Regions from separate parts of the Gossypium hirsutum genome. Here all the other regions are linked to region 3. Evidence: chromatin contacts called from public Hi-C data. All regions are on one chromosome and are shown on one strand. The core of a region is the stretch at or near the end of the contact, and the rest is flanking DNA. Distances in the headings are between cores, read along the strand shown.

Region 1 (2,825 bases), core at 253-2,752, 640 kb after region 3:
TCAATAGGGTCCAAAATAAGCCAGAAGATCAGTGACACAAAACTTATACTAATTGCAACTCACGTCTCCACTGCCTTCATCATCATCTTCTTCTTCATCATTCACCTCAGATACAGACTTCTCAGATTCCTCCTCATCTTCTTGGGGACCCTCAGCCTGGAATTAATCCAAAAAGTTTATTAACTTTTAAATCGTCAAATAATATGTATAAACAAAAGATAACAGCAAATCACCTGTCTCTTATTGTAGGCTTTCATGTTCTTTTCATACTCGACCTTTCGTTTCTCTGCCTTATCAACATAAGGTCGCTTTTCCTAAAATCATTTATTTTACATTAATCATGATGCACATTTGCATGTATGTTGAAGATTATTTTCAGTACTGAACATAGAAAAATACTTACAGCTTCAGAAAGGCTCTTCCATTTATCTCCACCAGCTTTGCCAACCTGAATTTGAATCCAAAAGAGAAATTAAGAAAATAAATAAATAAATAAAAAGGAAAGAAACCTGTAAGAAAATCCAAAAAAGAAAATGGTCATACTTACAGCAGCAACGGACTTGTTTTTAGGGTGCTCCTTCTTGTATTGCTCGCGGAACTCCTCCCTTTTATCACGAAATCAACATTAACAAATTAGATGAAATATGAATGTAAATAGTAATCTCATCCTCGAAGATCAACTTTGCTTTGACAATAAGAAGAATCGTTCAATTCACCTCTTCGATTGTGGTTTTTACGAAGAATATAAACGCCAGAGTTTTCCACGAAGCAAACGGAACAAACCAAAAAATTTAAAGAAAACCGACAAATACAGGAGAGATTCATGAATGATTACATGAAAACGAAGAAGGCGCTAGCAGGCCTCTTTGGCTTGTTTGGATCCTTAGCTGCCTTCCCCGATTTCTTTCCAGCTTTCGTGATTGATTTCTTATTCACGGAGAGCCTACAAACGAACCAAAAAATTTAAAAAAAATATAAGTCAAATAATAGGAAACGTTAATACACATCACGATCTGAGGTCCTAGAACACGCGATCTGAAGAGCCGAAAGGAGAAAAGCTTACTTGGCGCTCTTGGCATCCGACTTGGATTTACCTCCTTTCATGTTTGAATCCTGCAAATGAAATCGCAGATGAGTGAAAAAGCAGATGAAATCGATAGAAAGAAGTGGAAATTCGATAAAAATCGATGGGGAAATACCTGATAGAGGGCTAGGGTTAGAGTTACGGATGAGAGAGGGAGAGAGGAATTGGGGAATAAAAGTGCGATAGAAATAGAGATGTATTGAGAATAGAGGAGGGTTGAGTTGAGAGGCCGAATCTCGAAAGCGGAGATATTAAGTTTTGGGCAAATTGAAATTCAATTGCACGCGAAATGAGAATTGAGGGGGTTTAGGCGGGATTGGGAATTTTCATGCCACGTCATCGATCTGTGTGCTTTTATGTTATTGGCTGTGTCACTCCTAATCTTTTTGGCTTTCCAGATTCTCACCTCTTTCTTTTGTTGTGCTTCCTCTGTGCTTCTTCTCTCTCTCACCTGATTCGTGATTTAATGGGCCCTTCCCCTGATTCTAGCCCAATCCATTTATTTCAGGGCCTCATACATGGACCTTAAAATGGCTCCCCAAGTCCATTTTCAGCTCAACTTTACGCCACACCGCCACTCAAATTACTCTATTCATCCAAGATTAAAAACAAAACTTATACTCATCTACATAATCTTTTAATAGAATCGTAAGGCTACGTTTACTGTTACTAGGGTTGTAAGCTAGGAATCTTTGAATTCCTTCTTCTTTCAATGCTTGTGATTGACTTGTTGGGCAGTGCAAAGAATGGTTTCGAAAAGCAGCACTATAGTGGTATACCTGTCGCTATTTCATGGTAGTCGCATTGTCATAGCGATGTGAAAATATTTCACACTAATATTAGTTAAATTGTTTCTCTTTTCTTCAAAGTCAAAGGCAGCCTAATCAAAAAAATCATCGTATTTGGTATTGCAGTCAACTAAAGTAAACTCAATAGAAACTAATGCTCAATTGTGACTTGTTGACAAGTCAAATATTTTGCAACATACTCAATAACCTTCCTTTTCATATCGAACCACCAATACAAACCTTTCAAATTATGGCACATCTTGTTATCTCCAGGATGTATGGCATAGAAACTACTGGGAGCCTCTTGAAGTATCTCATGCTTCAACTCCTCATCACTAGTCACATAAATCCTCTTTTAGAACATCAAACGACCATCATTATATCGATATCACAGTCATTAGCTCTATTTTCCTCAAATTACCTTCTCATTGCTAACAACTTCACATCAACCAATTGTTTATCTCTAATTTGCTAACAACTTCTAATTTGCTTAACTTGCAATTCAGCCAAAAGACCACCATCATCCACCAACTATAACCGAGCAAACACAGCTCTCAAGTCTACCAATAACTTCTTACTCAAAGCATCAACACCACCATTTGTCTTGCCCAGATAATAATCAATAATATAATCATAATCCTTTAATAGTTCAATCCATCTTCACTATCTCAAGTTCAACTTATTCTGAGTTAAGAGATATTTAGGACTCTTGTAATTAATGTATATATAAAACTTCTTACAATACAGATGGTGTCGTCATATCATTAATGCAAATACTACCATCACCAACTCTAAATCATGAGTTAGATAGTTTCGCTCATGATTTTTCAATTGCCTTGTAGCATATGTCACTACCTTCCCCTCTTGCATCATTATACATCCTAAACCAGTATATGAAGCATCATCGTAAATAATAGTCTTTCCCTTAATTCTGGTTGATTCAAAACAAGAGC
Region 2 (2,826 bases), core at 92-2,591, 550 kb after region 3:
AAGCTACAACAAAGCAAAGCTAAGTACAAGAGAGCAGAAATTAAAGGGGGAAAAAAGTAGAACTATTCTTTTGTTTTTGATAAGCGAATTATTCTTAATATTAAAGAAAAGACAAATTGAAGCTTTTGGGTCTTCAGACATGATGGTCTGTGCATATCTTATTCTGCACATAAATAAAGGCCAGATAAATACAAGATAATAAAGAATAAAATTTGTAAAATTAGGAAATAAAGAAGATTTTCAACACAAATTCAGGTTTTCCGAAAATAAAGAAAAAAAAAGAGTAAGATAAATATCAAATAACCAAAAAAGAAAAAAGAAAAGCACATTTCACGACTTAGTCAAACCTGTCCAATGTCCATAATCTCCGATCCAATCACAAGAATTCAATTCACGCGCGAAATCCAAAAGTTCAATTTCAAAAAGGAAATAAATAAAAATATCCAAACAAAGTATAGGAAAATCTCTCTTTTTCTTTTCTTTTTTTCGTTCTTGTTTTGTCTGTTTTTGTTTCAAAAGACATCACTTCCAAAAACCCACAAAAAGCTATTTTGATTTTTTATATATATTCATGGATAACTAATCACCATTTGATCAGATCCTGGACTGAGGGTGGTAACTTTTCGTCGCTTGAGGGATGCCTTGGGATCGCCACCATCCGCGTTCGAATCGGAACCGCAGGAGGCCGAATTGTGAGCCGAAGGAATCGGATAATGGTGATGATTACGAGAAGAATTGAGGCCGAGCAATAGCTTATGCTTCTTCTGTTGGCGCTCGTCATCGTCATCATCATCATCATCACCATCTCCTCCAGCAATCCAATCGGGAATTGGGGAGCCTCCGTGGAGATTGGGGTTCCGGCGAGCGGATCGACGGCTGGAATTGGTAGAAGAAATAGTGTTTAGGACATTTGGGGGGTTTTGTTGAAGCGCTTGCTGCTGTTGATGTTGTTTGAGAGAGCGTTTCTGGATTTCTAAGAGGGAGGGTCTTCCCTTCTTCCTCTTCATTGTCTCTGCTGCTATCTCTCCTCCAATCTCATTACTGTATTCTTTTTTTTTTCTTGCCCTTTATTATTTTTGTTATTTTTTAATGGAAATATTGATTTTTTTTTTCTTTGATGGAGTAGGGGAGTGGAATCGCTGGGATAGGATGCCGGCGTGGAGGGAAAGTCACGTGAAATGGATGGGATGTGCCCCACTCTCACGTGACACGAATTTGAGTCTTTATTATTAGACTGTATTGCATGCATGTACATTAAATTTGTAATCTTTTTTTATAATATTAATCTTTCACTAAATCACCTAAAAAGGCCTATTTCTAAGTAAATTTATGAAAATAGCCGATTACAACATTATTACCGAAAATGACTATTTTTGGCAAAACACACCTACGTGGCCGCGTTTAAGGGAGAAAGTGCCAGCAAAGCGCATCCCCAAGGGAGCGTTTTTTGCCACGTCAGCAAAACACTCCCTTGGGGGCGCGCTTTGCTGGCAAATTTTCAACCCCAACGATTAAATTTTTTTGACCGTTGGGAGTTCTAACGGTAAAACAAAAATTATAAAAACCCCCTCCTCTCTTATTATTTTCTCACAAAATTTCTTAATAATTTAGCAAAAATTATCTACAATTTCTCCCTAAAGCTCTCAAATTTCTTATTAAATTTCTCAAAGCTCTTTGTAACTAGTTATTTACTTTTATTTTTTCCTAAATTAGTATTTTTTTTATAATTTCAAAAATATTTGATCGTGTTAGCAATAGTCAGAGAATTAATTCGTCTCGATTATAAACATATCTCCGTCGAACAAATGAAAATGGTAACAGTTTATTTTAATTTGTGAATATTATTTAATATTTTTTCATTTATGTAATTTTAATTAATTTTTATTTTATAATTTTTTATAACAGCCTGTAGATCGGGTGTTACAATATTATATTCATAACATGTCTGGTCAGCCATCACCGTTGATAGAAAATTACTTGAGGGAAGTGGGTTTTTAGCACGCGGCCATTATAGGCCAAAGGTGCAAGTTGGACCCGAAACTCATCAACGCATTAATAGAGAGGTGGATGCCAGAGACGCATACATTCCATCTTCCATGCGGAGAGTGTACTATCACTTTGGAGGACGTCCAAATACAATTAGGATTGCCGGTGGATGGGGCCGCACTCACCAGGTCCATTCAATCTGCTGACTGGGGAGTCATATGCTACGATCTTTTGGGTGCGATTCCAGATAATTTTTACGGAGGTCGGATTGAGATGAGCTGGTTACGAGACACATTCCCAGATCTGGAGAATGATTCGACTAAATTAGAAAGAATACGATATGCTCGGGCATACATCCTTGAGATGATTGGAGGTTATCTGATTCCAGACTTGTCACGAAACCTTGTATATTTGAGGTGTCTACGATTTTAGAGTAGCTGGCGAACTTAGTTAGGGGTCTGTTGTGTTGGCAACATTGTACCGAGAGATGTACGGGGCGACGCCACCAAATAAAGCAAAAATTGGAGGTTGTCTATCACTACTACAGTCATGGGCTCAATTTCGCTTTCCATTCTTACGTCCTCGAGTGAACCACCCATATACATTCCCACTCATAACAAGGTAAAATTTTTATTTGATTTTACAATTATTCCATAGATTTAAAATAAAATTGTATGCTGAAAATTTATTTAATTAGGTGGAACCACCCGGCGAGTTATGTTGGAATACCTACCACTCTTAAAGATATACGGCTTCTATTAGACCAACGGTCGAAAGCGTAAGTAAGTATTAAATAAAATATATATACATAAAATAGTCGTTTCATAAAATAGTCGTTTC
Region 3 (2,804 bases), core at 173-2,672:
AATAATATAAAGAAAAAACTTATCTATATTACAATAATTAGATGTAAAATAAAGAAAAGTTTCTACAAATTTAAACTTAAAACTAAATAGTAAAAAAAGTTTCAAAATAAAGGAAAAAGTTTTTTCTTTTTGCTAAAAATAAGTTATAAGTTATAAGAGTGGACTAAATATTATTAGTTGAATTGATTATGCCATGTAAAAAAAAAATACTCCAACTAAACCTAACATTGATAAATAAGTAGATAATGAGAACCTGGGAATACATACATTAATAAAATTCCAACTATCTCATGGGAAAAGAGGCCAAGTTATAAAAACCATGGAAAAGTATACATAAAATAACACGGCGCCGTATATTTCGGAAAACAAAATAATTCTGCTGGCCGGTGTTTACATTATCAATTACGCCTCTTCATTCAATCATATAATGACTATTCTGATTATACACGAACTTAAGAATAAAATAAATTTATTTTAAAAAAAGTACTAAAAGTAAAGAAAAAATGAACTTAATAAGAGTCCTAAAATGAAATTAATATGGTTGATAAAAGTTTGTAAGAATGAATGGGAAATAAGAACTAAAAGAAAAAAAAAAGAGCAAAATACCTGCCATTCTTGCAAGCCTTGAGAGCTATCGGGATTAGATTTCTTGACGGCAACAGCGATGCCAACTCCGACTTTAGAAGGAGCATAGGTTTTATCATCAACCCAACCTTTGAACACTCTACCGAAACCTCCCTCACCCAGCACCGTATCAGGTCTGAAATTTCTGGTGGCTGCCTTAAGTTCTGCCAAAGTGAATATTTTCAAGGTGGTGCTCACAATCTTTCCACTGGCTGGCACTCCTCCTCCTTCGCCCTCCTTGCTTCTTCCACTGCTTGTCTCGTTCCCTTCACCGCCACCGCTTTCTTTGTTTCCTGTAGGTGGCACCACTCCATGTTGTTTGCTGCTGTCCTTTAGCTTCTTCGTATCTTCTGCATGTGTGTTCAATCATATGAATTGGTTTGGTTGGGGTGGTTGCTGCTGTCGGAAATTCCAATGCAAGTTTGTTTGTACGTACCTGGGGTGGGTGGGTGGCTATGATGATCAACTTGAGTACCAAAGCAGTTCCCCATATGATCTGATAACTCTTGTTGTTTTCTTTTTGCAATTTCGATATCTTTTCTTTGGGATTGAATAGATATAGCAAGACAAAAGGATTATTGACTTTAAAAGAAAAAAGAAAAGCTTTCTTGAGGTTCGAGGAAGAAGAGAAGAAAGAGAGGCGAAGCAACCAAGTAGATGGGATGTGGAGGAGAAGGGGGTAATGGAGACTTGGTGTTTGTCTGGACTTTTTCCTTGGTTTTATATACTAATCAATCCTCCTGCCCGCTCTTGTTTCTGTCACTTATTTCTCATTTCAACCTCCCATTTTACACTCTTTTCTTCAATTTGCTTACCCTTAATAATATGTTTTTAAACCCCCCGCCCCCCAATTAAATAAAGAATTTATCAACAAGACATCATCGAGTGATAAAAAATAAAAAATAGAGGTGTGTATTTAATCGAGTAGAATTAAATTAAGTAAAAATTTTTCGAGTTAATCGAGTTAATAAATACTATTTTAGCAATCGAACTCAATTTTAATTTTTTTAATAAAATCAAATCAAGTCAAAAAATTCGAGTCAAATCGAGTCGAGTTAGTAAATCTTATTATTTATACTTAATGTTACATTTAGATGGATCAATTATTTAACTCGTAGACGAAGTACAAGATTATTTAATTATATTAATAATATAATGATTTTGACTTTTAACTTAATGGGTAAATATTTATCAAAACGAAACGACATAGTTTTGCCTTTTAACTTAATTATTTTGAATTTTAACTTTTAAAAAGTAAACATTTACCAAAACGACGTAGTTTTGTCTTTTCTTATTCGGATTTTCAAATAACTCGAATTGTGTAATTTATATTCGAGTTAAACCGAAAAACTTAATTTTTTATTCGAGTTTATCCGAATAACTTGATTAACTCTAATAACTCGAATTATTTAATTCAAAATTTAAAATTTTTATCGAATTTTTTGAATTAAAATTTTGCTCACCCCTAATAAAAAATTTATCTTTTAATTAATATAAATTTTATATTTTCTTTTTATCCTTACAAATTTACAAATCAAAATTCCAACTCAAAAACCAAAACAAAATTTCTAAGCCATAATAATTTATTTTAACATTTTATTTAATTTTTAAATTAATATTATTTATCAAATTATTTCAATATAGATAGAAAAGTTAACATCTTAATTAGCATACACATAGATGTCATCTCAATAATTAATTAAAATTTTTAAAAAATCTAAAAATATTATAAAAATTATTAAATAATTTAAAAAGTATGAAAATTCTAAAAAAATATTTTTAATATTTTTAATTTTAAAAAGAATAAATTAATTACTATTGTGAAATACATGTAGACTGTCACCCTATATGAATGTCATATTAAGAAAGTTAACCAAGATTAATTTTTTTTATTTACTTTAAAATAATTTGTTAAACAACACAATTTTAAAGAAAGAAATTAAATAAAAAATTAAAATAATTTTTTTTTATAAAATTGAAGGGGAAATAAATAATGTTTAACTTTTAACCAAATGTGAAAACAAAAAATCATGACAGCTAGCAATAGAAAATTAATTAATGAAAAAAGAACTGGAGGAGGAAGTCAACGGCAATTTCCTCCCGATGCCTTGAGCTTCTTGATGGGCCCTGTGCTATGCTTCTAAGTGGGCCCTATCGTTGGCTCATTCAACTGAGATGAA

What was found. A called contact is a pair of places that touch in the nucleus more often than the background predicts.
Region 1: a contact with region 3 is called in a Hi-C map of leaf, with 2.2 times the contacts expected there. The contact joins the promoter of LOC107939996 here to the promoter of LOC107962868 in region 3. A contact is called at or near these places in 3 of 34 Hi-C or Micro-C datasets (callus, leaf and seedling).
Region 2: a Hi-C map of leaf shows a contact between it and region 3, with 1.7 times the contacts expected there. The contact joins the promoter of LOC107939997 here to the promoter of LOC107962868 in region 3. A contact is called at or near these places in 4 of 34 Hi-C or Micro-C datasets (hypocotyl and leaf).

The regions. Positions count from the first base shown.
Region 1 is chrA02:33,676,943-33,679,767 of Gossypium_hirsutum_v2.1, forward strand. It overlaps LOC107939996 (high mobility group B protein 3), which reads right to left and starts at 1,503. Exons shown (of 8, transcript XM_016873406.2): 1 at 1,200-1,503; 2 at 1,064-1,113; 3 at 836-943; 4 at 548-605; 5 at 404-448; 6 at 234-314; 7 at 64-156. The coding sequence starts at 1,104.
Region 2 is chrA02:33,591,690-33,594,515 of Gossypium_hirsutum_v2.1, forward strand. LOC107939997 (bromodomain-containing protein 7) reads right to left here and starts at 1,342. Exons shown (of 10, transcript XM_016873409.2): 1 at 588-1,342. The coding sequence starts at 1,007.
Region 3 is chrA02:33,041,216-33,044,019 of Gossypium_hirsutum_v2.1, forward strand. LOC107962868 (probable serine/threonine-protein kinase PIX13) reads right to left here and starts at 1,423. Exons shown (of 6, transcript XM_016899422.2): 1 at 1,061-1,423; 2 at 607-974. The coding sequence starts at 1,115.